Linked DNA regions of Mus musculus: region 1 is linked to region 2. The links are chromatin contacts, called in public promoter capture Hi-C maps. All regions are on one chromosome and are shown on one strand. The core of a region is the stretch at or near the end of the contact, and the rest is flanking DNA. Distances in the headings are between cores, read along the strand shown. Region 1 holds the start of Per3 (period circadian clock 3). Region 2 holds the start of Ube4b (ubiquitination factor E4B).

Region 1 (6,748 bases), core at 883-3,382, 1.6 Mb after region 2:
GGAGACCTCATAGTACCTTTTTAGAACTTTCACCCTTTTTTTTTTCCCTCAGCAAGTGAAACTTCCAGTGACTATTTTAACACCCAGAAAAGGTCCCTAGGAAGAGTCACCAGGTGGAGATGGCAAAACTCATTAAATCTTACTGTGTTCTTAGAAGTATGTTCAGAAGCCAGAGCGGTGAGGTCCTCAAGACTGTATACAGTCACATCTGCCTGGTGTGCTCCGCGTGGACCGAGACTCTGGAAAAAGTCACTGTTTGCTAAGAAAGACAGGGAGATAGACACACAGAGTGGTGACAAGCGTATCTTTAAGAAGTCATTTCTCAGCACGCTAAGGTTGGTGTATTTCCTTAGATGACGATCCCTTACGTGGGTTTCCCTCAAAACCAGGTGATTTTTTTGTTTGCATCAAGGATATGGTTAGGAATGCAAGGTTAGGTATGCAAACTCAAGACTATGAGTTTTATGAATCCTGCCTGCTCTGGGTTACAAGGAGCAAGATTCACTAGAAGTTCTAAAGCTAGTTAATAAAATCAAAGTCCAGATACACACATATATTTTTTTAATGGAGGAAACACTAGAATTCACAAACTATTGATCACAGACTGAGCAAAGCGGTTTCTGCTGGGGGAAGGAAAAACATTTGTTCTTTGATTTAGTCTATTTTGTATATACTACAACTGCATTTCCAAAGTGTGTGCATGACAGAAAAAAACAACCCAGACATGTATTTGCTCGTGTAATCTCCATGGAAGGCAATGCTCCTTGAAAAAGTCCTCTGAGTTTTACTTAAACTGCTCAACTCTTTACTCTTGCAACAGATAGGCACAATATTGCACAGTTACTAAACTGTCAGACAAATAACGTTCTGCTGGCTTTTCAAACTTGGAAAGCCTAAAGCACCACTTACATCAGCTTTAGACTTGCTTGTCTTGGCTACAAATAAAGCCCAAGCCTCTGGAGGCTGGAGTTCCACTGCACATGAGGACTGAGCCCAGCGCCACCCTATTCGCTGCAATGCATTTACCTTGCACACTGTGTACACAGCGCAGGGCATAGTTAAGAGCATCTAGGGTACTGGGCTTAGTGTGCCTCTCGGCTGGGAAATACTTTTTCATTTCTTGGACAACCATTATAAGCTCTTCAGACATTCTGTTTCGGTCTTCGTGTTCACTGAATAGGAAAAAAACAAACAAGAAACCGTAATGGTGGACACTCAAGGAATATCTGATTTTTAGGGATGTCTGGCCACCTCAACTAGCCCAGGTCACAGGTTTAATGCCCTTTCTCTTCCAGGTAGGGGACATTCTACACTTTCATTCTCCCTTCAGTCCCAACTCCGTCAAATTCTTTAACCACTTTCCTCTTTCTTTCCGTACTCTGGTAATTTAGTTTAGTAACATTCCCCCTCCCATCAATCCTCACCGAACTATTTGGAAGTTCCCTTTCAGGTCGCCTCCCCCCCCTACCGCGTCCCCGGGATCAAAAATACAATAAAAAGTTGTAAATCCTGCTTTCCCTGCTCCAGGGAAGGACAATAAACACAGAGGGTGGTGGGGAGACTTCCTAGCGTCACCTGTGGCTGCTGTCCACGCAAGTGCCCTGCAGAGGACCCTCCTGGCCAGACGCCCCCTGGAGCCCCGGTCCCCTAGTCTGGGGACAGTCGCCACCAGGTACTGCCGGGTCTCCACAGGGATCCATCCCGCCTGGCAGCCCTCAGCCTGCTTCTCTCAGTTTGCAGCTAGCAACCAAACCCGGCTTGTTTTGGTCCCTGCCATCGCCTTCGGGAAAGACTGGTCGCCGACCACGCTCATCTGAGGGGCACTTTTCTCCTCAGCATTTCCACAGACTCTGCTGGGGTGACGAGCTACAGCGACAGCTCGATGGCGGAAGCTGGCTGGACGGACCACCAGCGGGGCTCTCAGGGAGCGCGGTCAGCCTGCAACAACTTTTCCACCGTCCTTGCTGGGAAGCCGGCGAGCATCGAGAAACACCTCAGAGAGCAACGTCCGGCGTGACCGGGCAGAAGGCAGGGGCAGCAGCGCCCGGCCGTGCGGGCTCGCAGGCGTCCCGCCAGCCGAGCAACTCGCCGCCGCCCCGCAGAGCCTCGCCCACCCGCGGGCAGTCCAGTCTCGAGGCCGTCCGCGTGCCCAGTGGCCGCCGGCCCCGCCCCCTGCGCGCCAGGGATCCGGTCCCGCCCCTTCGCCGCGCGATTGGTCGCTGTTACCGGCAACACGAGCTCCCATTGGTCAGAGGGCGGGGTGCAGGTCGTGCACGGCGGGGGTTACATAACCGCGGGCGGGTGGGCGGGTGCAAAGGCCCCCGAGTACCTTACATAACGCGCGGGTCGGGCGAGGGCGGCTCTCGGCCAATCCTGGCCAAGTGGAGTGGCCTGGAAGACAACAGGGCCGGGCCGCGCAAGTCTACTGCCGGGCTTCCCGGAGGCGTGGCCTTGGGGCTGTCAGTCACGGGAGGGCGGGGTCCGCGCAGCCAACAGGTAAGTGGACCCGGTGGCGCTTGTGAGTCCGCAGGCCTCTGGGGCTCCCCGGTATCCCAGGAATGCAGTGCTTTGGGGTTCCCATTGTTTTCATCTTTCCAAAACTTGCTGCTTTCTCCCACCCGCCAATATAGGTGAGTGAACCCAGGTAGAATCCAACCGTATTTTCAGAAATACAAGTTTAATGGTACAAGGTAAGGTCCTTGGCTGCCCTCGAGTTACAGGTTCATTTGGCAACAGGAGTTAGATAGTATTGTAAGCGACGCTCTGTTTTCGAGGAAACAGCCAGGATGCTCCTTTTACATAACTGTCTCTACCCTTCAGAAACGAAAGGTACAGGGCAGAGCTCCAGCCTTCTGCTGCCTGGGTACATCAAGAACACACTCGGTAGTGGGTGGAGAGATGGCACAGCACTTGAGAGTTAAGCACCTACTGCTCTTCCTTTGGATGGTTCCCAGGCATCTTCTATCAGTGTCTCACAAAGTGCCTGTAATTCCAGTTATAGGAGATCCAATGCCCTCATCCATCAAGACACCTGCACAGTGAGCATACGCTATCCAGACATACACCACATAAATAATAAGATCTTTAAAAAAATACACTAAGTATTTGTTGGATGAATGAAAGTGTTCAGGCCAAAGGAGAAGGGGAAAATGCCAGAGAGCAAGTATCCACATTTCATATTGGGCAAATGACCGATTTTTAAAAAAAGTCTTTCTCCACACTGGATTACTCTACTCCTGAGTTCTTCAAGAAACATTCATTGTACGACCATTGGGTGCACATGTGGGCAGGGATTATTGTACTGAGGACAGAACCAAATTCTCTCATACTCAACATACAACACATGGATGATGCCTCAAAGTCAAGAAAGCCTAAGATGCTGGTAGGACATAAACTGGTAGGAATGGGAAGGACAGAGGAAGGAGGCAAGAGCCCCAGGGAACAGGCTGGAGGGTAAGGGAGGGCCGCTGAGAAGGGGAACTGAATCTGAGTGATCCTTTGGGGTGGGGGAAATGGGTGGGCTAACAGAACTGAAAAGCACTGTCCCTTTCAGGCCATCCTTGTGAAGTACAGGTTAGTCATTAAGAACCTGAAGCGAGGGCTAGAAAGACGGCTCAGTGCTTAAGAGCACTGACTGCTCTTCTGAAGGTCCCAAGTTCAAATCCCAGCAATCACATGGTGGCTCACAACAATCAATAATGAGATCTGATGCTCTTCTGGTGTGTCTGAAGACAGCTACAGTTACTTAGATATAATAATAATAAATAAATCTAAAAAAAAAAAAAGAACCTGAAGCAATGGGAGAAAGGAAGGGCCAGATTGTGATGGGGTTTGTGCTTAAGGAAAAGTATTTAGACTTTTATGTTGTAAACATAGACAAAATCCTACCCGGTCTATATTACATTGTTTGCAAGAGTGGGGGAATGAGGGGAAATATATTCAAAGGAAGGCAGATTAAAAAAAAAAAAAAGCCACACATTTGGGACATGCCTCCCCTAAGTTTACCTGTGTGGTTGGTAGCTGTGTGGTGTACCAGGGTCAACTCTACAAATCACTTCCAGAAGACACTATTTAAGAAACCCAATAGCCAAATCCTTACTGGTCTGGTAACTGCAAACCAGCTATGGACTCATCTCTGCTCTGAAAAGCACTTTTCATTAAGGTATATGATGGTTAATTCCAGTTGTCGACTCCATTGTATGTGGAATCAACTAAAAGGCAGCCTGCCAGGTATTCCTGATGGGTTTCCCTGCTCGGAGTATGTAAAGTGGGGAAGATAGGAGAAGGAAGCTCTGCTCTTTGCCTGCAAGCCTTCACTCACAGGCGAGTTAATCTACCCTGCTGTTGCTGCACTCTGATGTTATCAGAACTCAGTATGTTTTCATGGGCTTCCACATGGGCTTCCACATGGGCTTAACACCAGAGATTTTCCAGGAGTCCTCCAGGCCCACAGTACCAGATGGAAACTTCTGAGGAACTCAGCCTCATGGACTAAGCAGCTATCAGGTTCTCAGCATCTTCAGTGTGAGGTAGACCATACCACATAATAAAAATCTTTTAAAAATATATGTTCACCTTATTAGTTCTGTTGCTCTAGAGTCCCCTAACACAGGGTGAGATCTACATCTTCTCACAGGAATATGTGCTCCTAGGATAATGAATAAGAAAAAAACATAGTTTGTCAGGGAGGGAGGGGGAGCATCAAGGGTCAGAAGTTTAGGACATGCATCAGGTGTATTCCCAACTCCACTCCAAGAAACACGACACAGGATCATGTTAATAAACAACTTTATTCTGGTCACCATACCGGGAACATTCCCAGCTAAATGCACAGAGAAGCGAGGTATCACTGTGTTAATACAGGAGCCACTGAGTTACATGGGACAGAATATGAGGAGACAGCACCAAAGTTGTGAGGTCAGACCAGGACAGAAGCCCTAGGCTGATGCGGCAAGGCATATCTTCAACATCTGTATTGTTTCAGTAATGTTAGGGGAACAGATAAAAAACTAGAACCAGTTGGGCGTTGGTGGCACACGCCTTTAATCCCTGCACTTGGGAGGCAGAGGCAGGCGGATTTTTGAGTTCGAGCCAGCCTGGTCTACAAAGTGAGTTCCAGGACAGCAAGGGCTATACAGAGAAACCCTGTCTCAAAAAACAAAACAAAAACAAAAAACTAGAACCAGATTCTATGACATCTTGAGTAATGCTGCTTTACACACAAACACAGATTTCAGGACATTCTAGTGGCACTGCCATAGGCAAGCAGCTTTCCCTTCACCACTTCCTCAATTCCACCCATGCCTGAACTCCTGTCTTTGAACCAAGCCTTGATGAAAGTCTCATATAAACAATGAAACTGTCCCAGACAGCAATGGCTACATTCTAAGAGCACCAGGCATCTCTGGTTAGCTATCCTCTACGAGTGACCGGTGGCTTACCTCAAGCATAAGACAGAGATGAGTACAAGCAGTACACAGTCTTCTGGAACTCTGTGCAGACTGATGCCTTGGTGAGGCTGCACGGCTACTGCTCACATCGCACTAGAGACCACAGCCTAGCTCAGTCTACAAACTGCTGGCTAAGTATCTTGTCTACAGGTGTGATCTGAGCCCACCTCCATAGCTCTAAAGAAGAAACCAAATCAGAATGACTAGCCTTCTCTATAGCATTTCACAGGATGGACTGCCGACATGTTGAAGGCTCGCTCTCACAGTATTAACATTTTTCTTAAAGGACACCTTGAGTTACATTTGGCACTTATTTGAATGTATCTATTGGGGCAATTTATTTGTACTTAACTTTTGGCAAAATAGAAACTTTGGTCATAGTTCTATAAAAACTTCTTAAAGGGTTATTTCTGGTTAAAATACTATTTTAGGAGTGATATACAACAAGAACAAGAAAGTAAACATAGTCATATCTAACATAAGAGCATGAGCTCTTCACCAGCATCTTAAATACAGCGGGAGTCAGTAGTGCTTACAAACGGAGAATAATCTTAAAGAACAGTTTCCTAGCTATCAAAATAAGGCACACCCTGCTATTGTCACCCATTGCTGTTAGGCAGTAGTGTTCTTCTTGGAAGGTCCAAGTTAGGAATCTAATTACCCAAAAGTTTAAAATGTGGTTTTGAAGATGATGTCAGATGTGGGGACAGCTGCCTTGAACAAAACCCCCTTCCTGGAATCCACAACAAGTCATCTTGAGTGACAACATCCACCTCCATTCAGCACTCAGAACTACACAAGTCCTCTTTCCCAGTCCAGAAATCTGTAAAGGCACTGTGCAAAATGTGGGGAGGGTAGGTCACACCTCCAGTTTGGAGTGTATATGAAAAACAAAGGCACATTTTCTAGGCACTAAACTGTATGTAAACTAACAAAAATAATCATTTGGAAAAAAAACAATAGGTAAGCTCGATAACACGGCAGGTTCTAAGTAGAAAGTCTTGAAGAAGATCCTGAATATCGGGCTTCAGTTTCATCGGTTCTTCATTAAGAGACACACCACACTAAGAGGCAGGGAAGATTTAGAAACAATGAAAAGGGCATGTTAGTCTTTGTGTGTGCAAATACTCAGTAGGGATGGACTTCTACTGTCTAAAGAGGGACAGAGAGAAACTGACTTGGCCAGTTTTCCACTGGCAGCTTCTTTACATGCTACAGGGCTCTGGGGAAGACTAAACTCAAAAGTGGAAAAGGAAATACTAACAAGAACTAGCAAAGGAAGGCATGCTTTGCTAGGA
Region 2 (6,216 bases), core at 3,517-6,016:
CCCCGTTCCCAGGACCCTTTCAGCGCAGAGCCTTTTCCTGAAGTCTTAAGACCTCGCCCCATGAGGCATCCCTTCTTATGCTTCTGAGTGGCTCACATGTACCTTCACAATAGCACTAGGCACAGCTTCTACACTGGACATTAAGGTAATCTTATGCTTCACTGTATGGGAGTGAGTGCTCTGCCTGTAGGGGTGTATGTGCACTACATATGTGCCTGGTGCCCGGAGAAGTCAGAAGAGGGCACAGGTCCCTAGAACTGGAGACACAGTGAGAAAGCAACCTGGGTCCTCTACAAGAGTAAGTGCTTCTAACTGGGAAGCCCTCTCTCCAGCCCCTATGTTATACGTTTTAGATTCCTATCTGTATCACCCAACCTGACCCCCAAACTTATGGAGTAAACCATCTGAGGCTGGGGTTGGAAAGAGTTGGTGCAGAAACATCATTACGCATGAGTCAGTCGGTTCCAAGAACAGATCACATCATGAATGAACTCATACAGAATACCACATCAGAGAGGTCAACATTAGCAGAATATTCATGTAGATGCTGTGATCGATCCATGGACAGCTGTTGAACAGTGAGATGTAATAAAGGCAGCTTTGGAATCAGGGGTCCTGAGCTTCTAAACCACGTGACTTCTAAACCTGGTCACTTTTGCCAAGTGTCAGCCTAATGTTTCCTCACCTATAAACTCCACAAACAGTCTTACGTCATCACATTGTTTCACCAAATGAGGTCGACCTTTTTTTTTTAAAAAAACCACCATGTGGTTGCTGGGATTTGAACTCAGGACCTTCAGAAGAGCAGTCGGTGCTTTTAACCACTGAGCCATCTCTCCAGTCCTGTTTTACCAAATAAAACAATGGCTGCACCACACCTGGCAAAGTGCAGGCTTTTAAGACTCAATAACTGTTAATCTTTTCCCACTTACAGAATACTGCTCATCTGTAATCCCAGCACTTGGGAAGCTGAGGCAGGAGGATCACAAATCTAAAATCTACCTGGTATATATAGCCACACCCTGTCTCAAAAAAAAAAAAAAAAAAAAGAGTGGAAGACACAGTATTAAAAATCAATAAAAACCCAAGGTCATATATGCTGCATTTGGGAAGAATACTGAACACTCTTCTAAAACTTTGAGCACACCCCAAGTCCCAGCCAGCGACCTCACAGAAGTAGGTCATACAAATGTAGAAGAAATAGAGAAAAGGAGCCGGGAAAGGTACAAATCATCTCAAAGCAATCTCCTCAGCACTGCTGAGCAGCAGTTTAAACCACCTGCCCTCCTTACAGCACTGCCTTGGTCCACGAGAACAACACACGAGTAGCTAGGTATAGCACGAATGCAGTGTAAACAATGATGCTGTGGGATGTCACAGCTCTGTTCCGGAAACTCAGCATAAAGCACTACGTGCATGACACAGCCATGCAGATAAACAACCCTTTCAAATACACAGAAAGAAGTAAAAGAACTCAAGGTGACCCACGAGAGAGGGACCTGGTCTGGTTAAACCAGTTTTTACTCTTCTAGATGGTATTCACATATATTTTCATTTTGTTAAAGTATGAAACTCTGATTTAATCCAAGTTCCTAACTTACAGTGAGGAGATCACGTCAGTGTGTTTTGTTTTTTTTTTTTTTTTAAATATTTATTTATTTATTATATGTAAGTACACTGTAGCTGTCTTCAGACACACCAGAAGAGGGCGTCAGATCTCGTTACAGATGGTTGTGAGCCACCATGTGGTTGCTGGGATTTGAACTCCAGACCTTTGGAAGAGCAGTCGGGTGCTCTTACCCACTGAGCCATCTCACCAGCCCCGTCAGTGTGTTTTAATTCTAAAATGTATCCTTGTAAGACACATGTGTTTTATTTTTTTTTTTTTTTTTTTTTTTTTAATTTTTCGAGACAGGGTTTCTCTGTCCTGGAACTCACTTTGTAGACCAGGCTGGCCTTGAACTCAGAAATCCACCTGCCTCTGCTTCCTGAATGCTGGAATTAAAGGCGTGCGCCACCACGCCCGGAGTGTTATATATTTTTTTAACCAAATCAACATCACCTACAACATCTGTCATATAAGTTTCTACTACCAGAGTAACCAAAAATGGGCACAAGCACTTTTGGAAACATCTCAGTTGAGAAATGCACACCTAATTCTGAATTAAGGGACCTGGATTAAAGCTGGGCACACTGGTACACACTCAGGCAGAGGCAGGTAGGGGTCTGTGAGCTGGAACCAGCCTGGGCTACAGTGAGAGTCAAAAAAGAAAAAAAAAAAAAAGCTTTTAAAGAGATTTTTGTTCTGGCTTCTAATGAGAATAAAATGACCAGTAATTAATTGTACTGCCACTGTAGTCAAGCCAACTAATTTGTTGAAAATACCTTTATACTAATCCTGCTTTAGTGAATTTAATTTTTCATATACATTTTAGTGTTCTGTTGACCTTGAAAAAAAATTTCTTCCATTTCTTCCACAAAGGTTATACGTGTTCCTTTTATGGTCACTAAGAGAGTTACACCATCTCAAGAACTGAGCAAAATAAAGAGATACCTTCCAGATTATACGGTATCTTTGACCAGTCTGTATAGTCTGGTCAAAATTAAGTGGTTTGAAAAAAAAATTAACGAAGATCAAATCTGTAAAGGTCGCTAAACCAAGAACTTTTACAAAGCATAGTACTTTTTAGAAGTAAAGGGCTACAGAAAAACACAGATTGTGTTTCTTTAGAATGAAAGGAAAATGGGAGGATGCTTTTTTAAACTACATAAAACCAAGTATTTCTAAGTTGATCTCCTGATATTTCCTGAAACTACTCAGGGCTTTTCTGATTTAAGATTACACTCCTGCTGTAGTTGAGGAAAACCAAGTTAGCTGACTGAAAATTAGCAATTCTGACTTAACAACTGAAATATCACAAGTCACAAGATTGGTTTTTTTTCCCCCCTACCTGACCCTTCACCCACGTACGCGCATGCTCCATCCCTGGAGAATTTTAGTGAGTAAATAAACATGAGGAGACCATAGCCAAAAGTGGAGCACCGGCCTCTTCCAACCGACCTGATGACAGATGACGACTACTTTCATAATACTGCAGGGGAAGCTTACGGGAAGCAGGGGAAGAAATTAAGCCAGCTGGGATCTCGAAAGGAATGCTTTCAATTTGTAAAACGACAAGGGGAAAAAAAAAATCAACTGAGGCATAGAAATCCCTAGTTCCCTAACTGCCTCTGCTTTCCTGATGATCCCACACAGTACAACCCAAGTTTGAGGGGGAGGGGTCCTGACAAAAGTAACATAATACCAGAAGTCATTAGGAATCTGTTAAATTAGTGTAATTTAACTGGAATCTTTTTAACTATTAAGTATATACACTTTGTTAATGTTAAATCTCAAGGAATCTGTAACTACCTCTCAAACACAAAGGTACCTTTGATAATTTATTACAATGAAATGGTCACATGTATCTGGGATTTCAAATCCTTCCCTTTAAAACTGCCATTAAACATCATGATTTTATGCAAAATTGTTCTTTAAAACCCCCGACGACGCAGACACACACAATATACCACGATCTAAATCGCGCCCCTCTTTCTCGAACACCCTTTTAAAAAGATTGAACACCTTCAAGATGCTCCTCACCACCCCACCCCCGTCTTCAGACCCTAAAAGAAAGAAAAGCGAGTGGAGTTCCGAATGAAGAAACGAGAGAGAATAAAGGAGAATAAAACGAGAGACCCTCTTGCATTCTCTATCTCTGGAGAATTTTAGTGATCGAGTAAACATACTGAGACGGTAGCCCAAAGTGGAGCCAAGGGCTTCTTACAATACAGCCAACCTGATGATGAATGACTACTTCCATTATATTTCATTATTCTTGAAAATGCCATCTCCGTTGCCTCCCCAATCCCAAGAGCCCGACACCACCAGGGCAAAAATCTGTCCCCATCCAAAGCGCCAAAGAGTTGCCAAGTAATCCTTTCAAGGTGCCCCCCCCCACGCCCCAGCCTCCTCACCTCGTCAGCGCTCAGCTCCTCCATCGCTTTCCTCTTAATGGTGAAAGGCGTTAGAGAGATCCTTCAGTTCTTGAGACCAGGGCGGGAGCAAAGGAAGAGTGGAAGGTATCTATCGGGCTGTCTGGTCCCCCAATGGGGGAGGTTTCAGAATTGCATAGTCAGAGGTTAAAAACTAAGAACACGAGGCACTGAATCGCCTTGGCTTCGGCCGCTCGCACCGCCGCAGCCTCCTCCAGCAGCAAGCGCCCAGAGCTGCCGCCTCTGGCCACGGCCACCGCTATGGGGTCCTCTCCAGGCGCCACTGACTCCCCTCAGCTTCCCAGGTTACCCAGGGCGGGCGGCGCGGTCTCCAGCTCGGCTCGTGCCCGCTGCGCGCCGTGTCTTCGTGGCGGTGACGCGGCAGCTGCGTTTTTTTCTCCCGCAGACCCTGCTCCGGGTCCCACCCCTGGGCCCAGGCGGGAACAGCTCCACTGCACACTGGATGCCCCCGAGGCGCGGCGACCCTACAGCAGCCCAGGCAGAGCCCAGCACCGGACCGGGAAGCCCCTCCCCTCTAAAAGCAGGCCAGGCTCGCCCCGCCTCCACGCGAGAACCCCGGTGGGGGGCAGGGGAGGGACGGGACTGGCGAAGCCCTCGCTGGAAGCGTAAATCCTCCTACCCCTCCAACCCTACTCTTACCCCCTCGCCCCACCAAGAATTATTCATCAAAACAACAGGGCGGCCATCTTTGAAAGGGGTCACGTGACCCTCGCCGGGGAGGCGGGGCTTCTCGCTCTGGGATTCGCCAGCCAATAAGCAGCGGGCGTCGCGCCGCCGATTTCCTCTTCGCTTGCATCCTGTCCCCGCCCCCTGCCCCACCCCCTCTTCCCTGAGCGGCGCCAGGCGGGGGGAGGGGCGAGAGGGGCTGCTAAGAGGAGACGAGGAGGAGGCGGGGCGGACAGTCACCATGGAGACTGAGCGGAGGCGAGGGGCGCGGTGGGCGGGGCCCAGGTAGAATTGCTGAGGGCAGGATGTGCCAATCCGAATATGGCCCTTCCACGGGCTCTCCCCTGCGCCTTGGGTTTCTGCGGTGCTAGTTTGTTCCCATGTGGATCCTGCTGTGGAGTGACTTGGAAATCCTCCAGGATGCTGCAAGCCGGCTACAGACATTAGAAGAACTGAGGAATCGGAAACACATTTGCTTTCTGCAGGGAGCATTTAGCACCATCCTGCAAATACCTTGTCCCACTCTTTTCCTCCCCCAGGAAAACCCATGGAAGAAAACTAACAGGATCTTAATTTTATTTTACCTTGTTCTTTTAGAGAGGTGCTCTGCTTTAAGGGTGTAGAGACTCAAATTATTGAGAAATGTATTGAACAATGACTTAGTAACTAACCCTTTGTAATGCCAGCTCGGCCGGACAACAAAAACTTACTTTACAATCAATGTATAAATACAAATTGAAAAATCTAACAGAACCGTGAAAATCCAGATTTTGCCACAAAGTATATATCGTATGGCTTACAAAAGCCATAATCATCTCGTTCTTAATTGTTCTTGAGACAGAATCTTGCTATGTATTTCAGATAGCCCCAAATTTGAAATCCTGCCTGAACGCTGGGGTATGCACCACCATCACAGATTACCCAACTATAACATTAATGTATGTATATGTGTATACATGTATGTATTTGAAACAGGGTCTCGCTGGCCTGGAACTCACAGAGATCTGCCTGCCTCTGCCTCCCAAGTGCTAGGGTTCATTACCGGCTACTCTTAGCTGAACTATAATCTTAAACATTCCACTCCTGTTTAAAAGAGTTACAGTTGATCTTATCCAAGGGGACAAGAAGTGACTAAAATAGTTACAATTTGTTTGCTACATGCTAAAAATGGGAACATGACTATTAGATATGCAAAGAGTCTGTGAGTAAAATTAAATCGCTGCAGGCTTTTCAGGACTGCATTCTACTTTCCAGGAAATGAATTCTGTGTAAGCCATTTTGCACCCCTAGTTACACTGATGTCAATTACATTGTTTTTCTGAAAACATGATAATTGCCATGTAGCCTCAGATTAAATCACACAAGTAAAGTATACAATGGCTTTAGGGTAGTGAGAGTTCTTTAACATCATTGCTCTTTAATTTCAGAACATTTTAATCACCCACCCAGCCATCCAACACACTATAACCATTCCTCCTCATCCTGCCATTACTT

What was found. Capture Hi-C pulls out chosen DNA fragments and counts their contacts.
Region 1: a contact with region 2 is called in a promoter capture Hi-C map of liver. The contact joins the promoter of Per3 here to the promoter of Ube4b in region 2. A contact is called at or near these places in 2 of 39 promoter capture datasets (erythroid cells and liver) and 1 of 9 other capture datasets (liver).

The regions. Positions count from the first base shown.
Region 1 is chr4:151,042,533-151,049,280 of GRCm38.p6, forward strand. Per3 (period circadian clock 3) reads right to left here and starts at 2,133. Exons shown (of 21, transcript NM_011067.3): 1 at 1,576-2,133; 2 at 1,027-1,172; 3 at 144-259. The coding sequence starts at 1,700. Gm38529 reads left to right here and starts at 2,321. Exons shown (of 2, transcript XM_017320565.2): 1 at 2,321-2,496. It overlaps Vamp3 (vesicle-associated membrane protein 3), which reads right to left. Exons shown (of 5, transcript NM_009498.4): 5 at 4,773-6,514. The coding sequence ends at 6,498.
Region 2 is chr4:149,421,865-149,428,080 of GRCm38.p6, forward strand. It overlaps Ube4b (ubiquitination factor E4B), which reads right to left and starts at 4,767. Exons shown (of 27, transcript NM_022022.3): 1 at 4,018-4,767. The coding sequence starts at 4,041.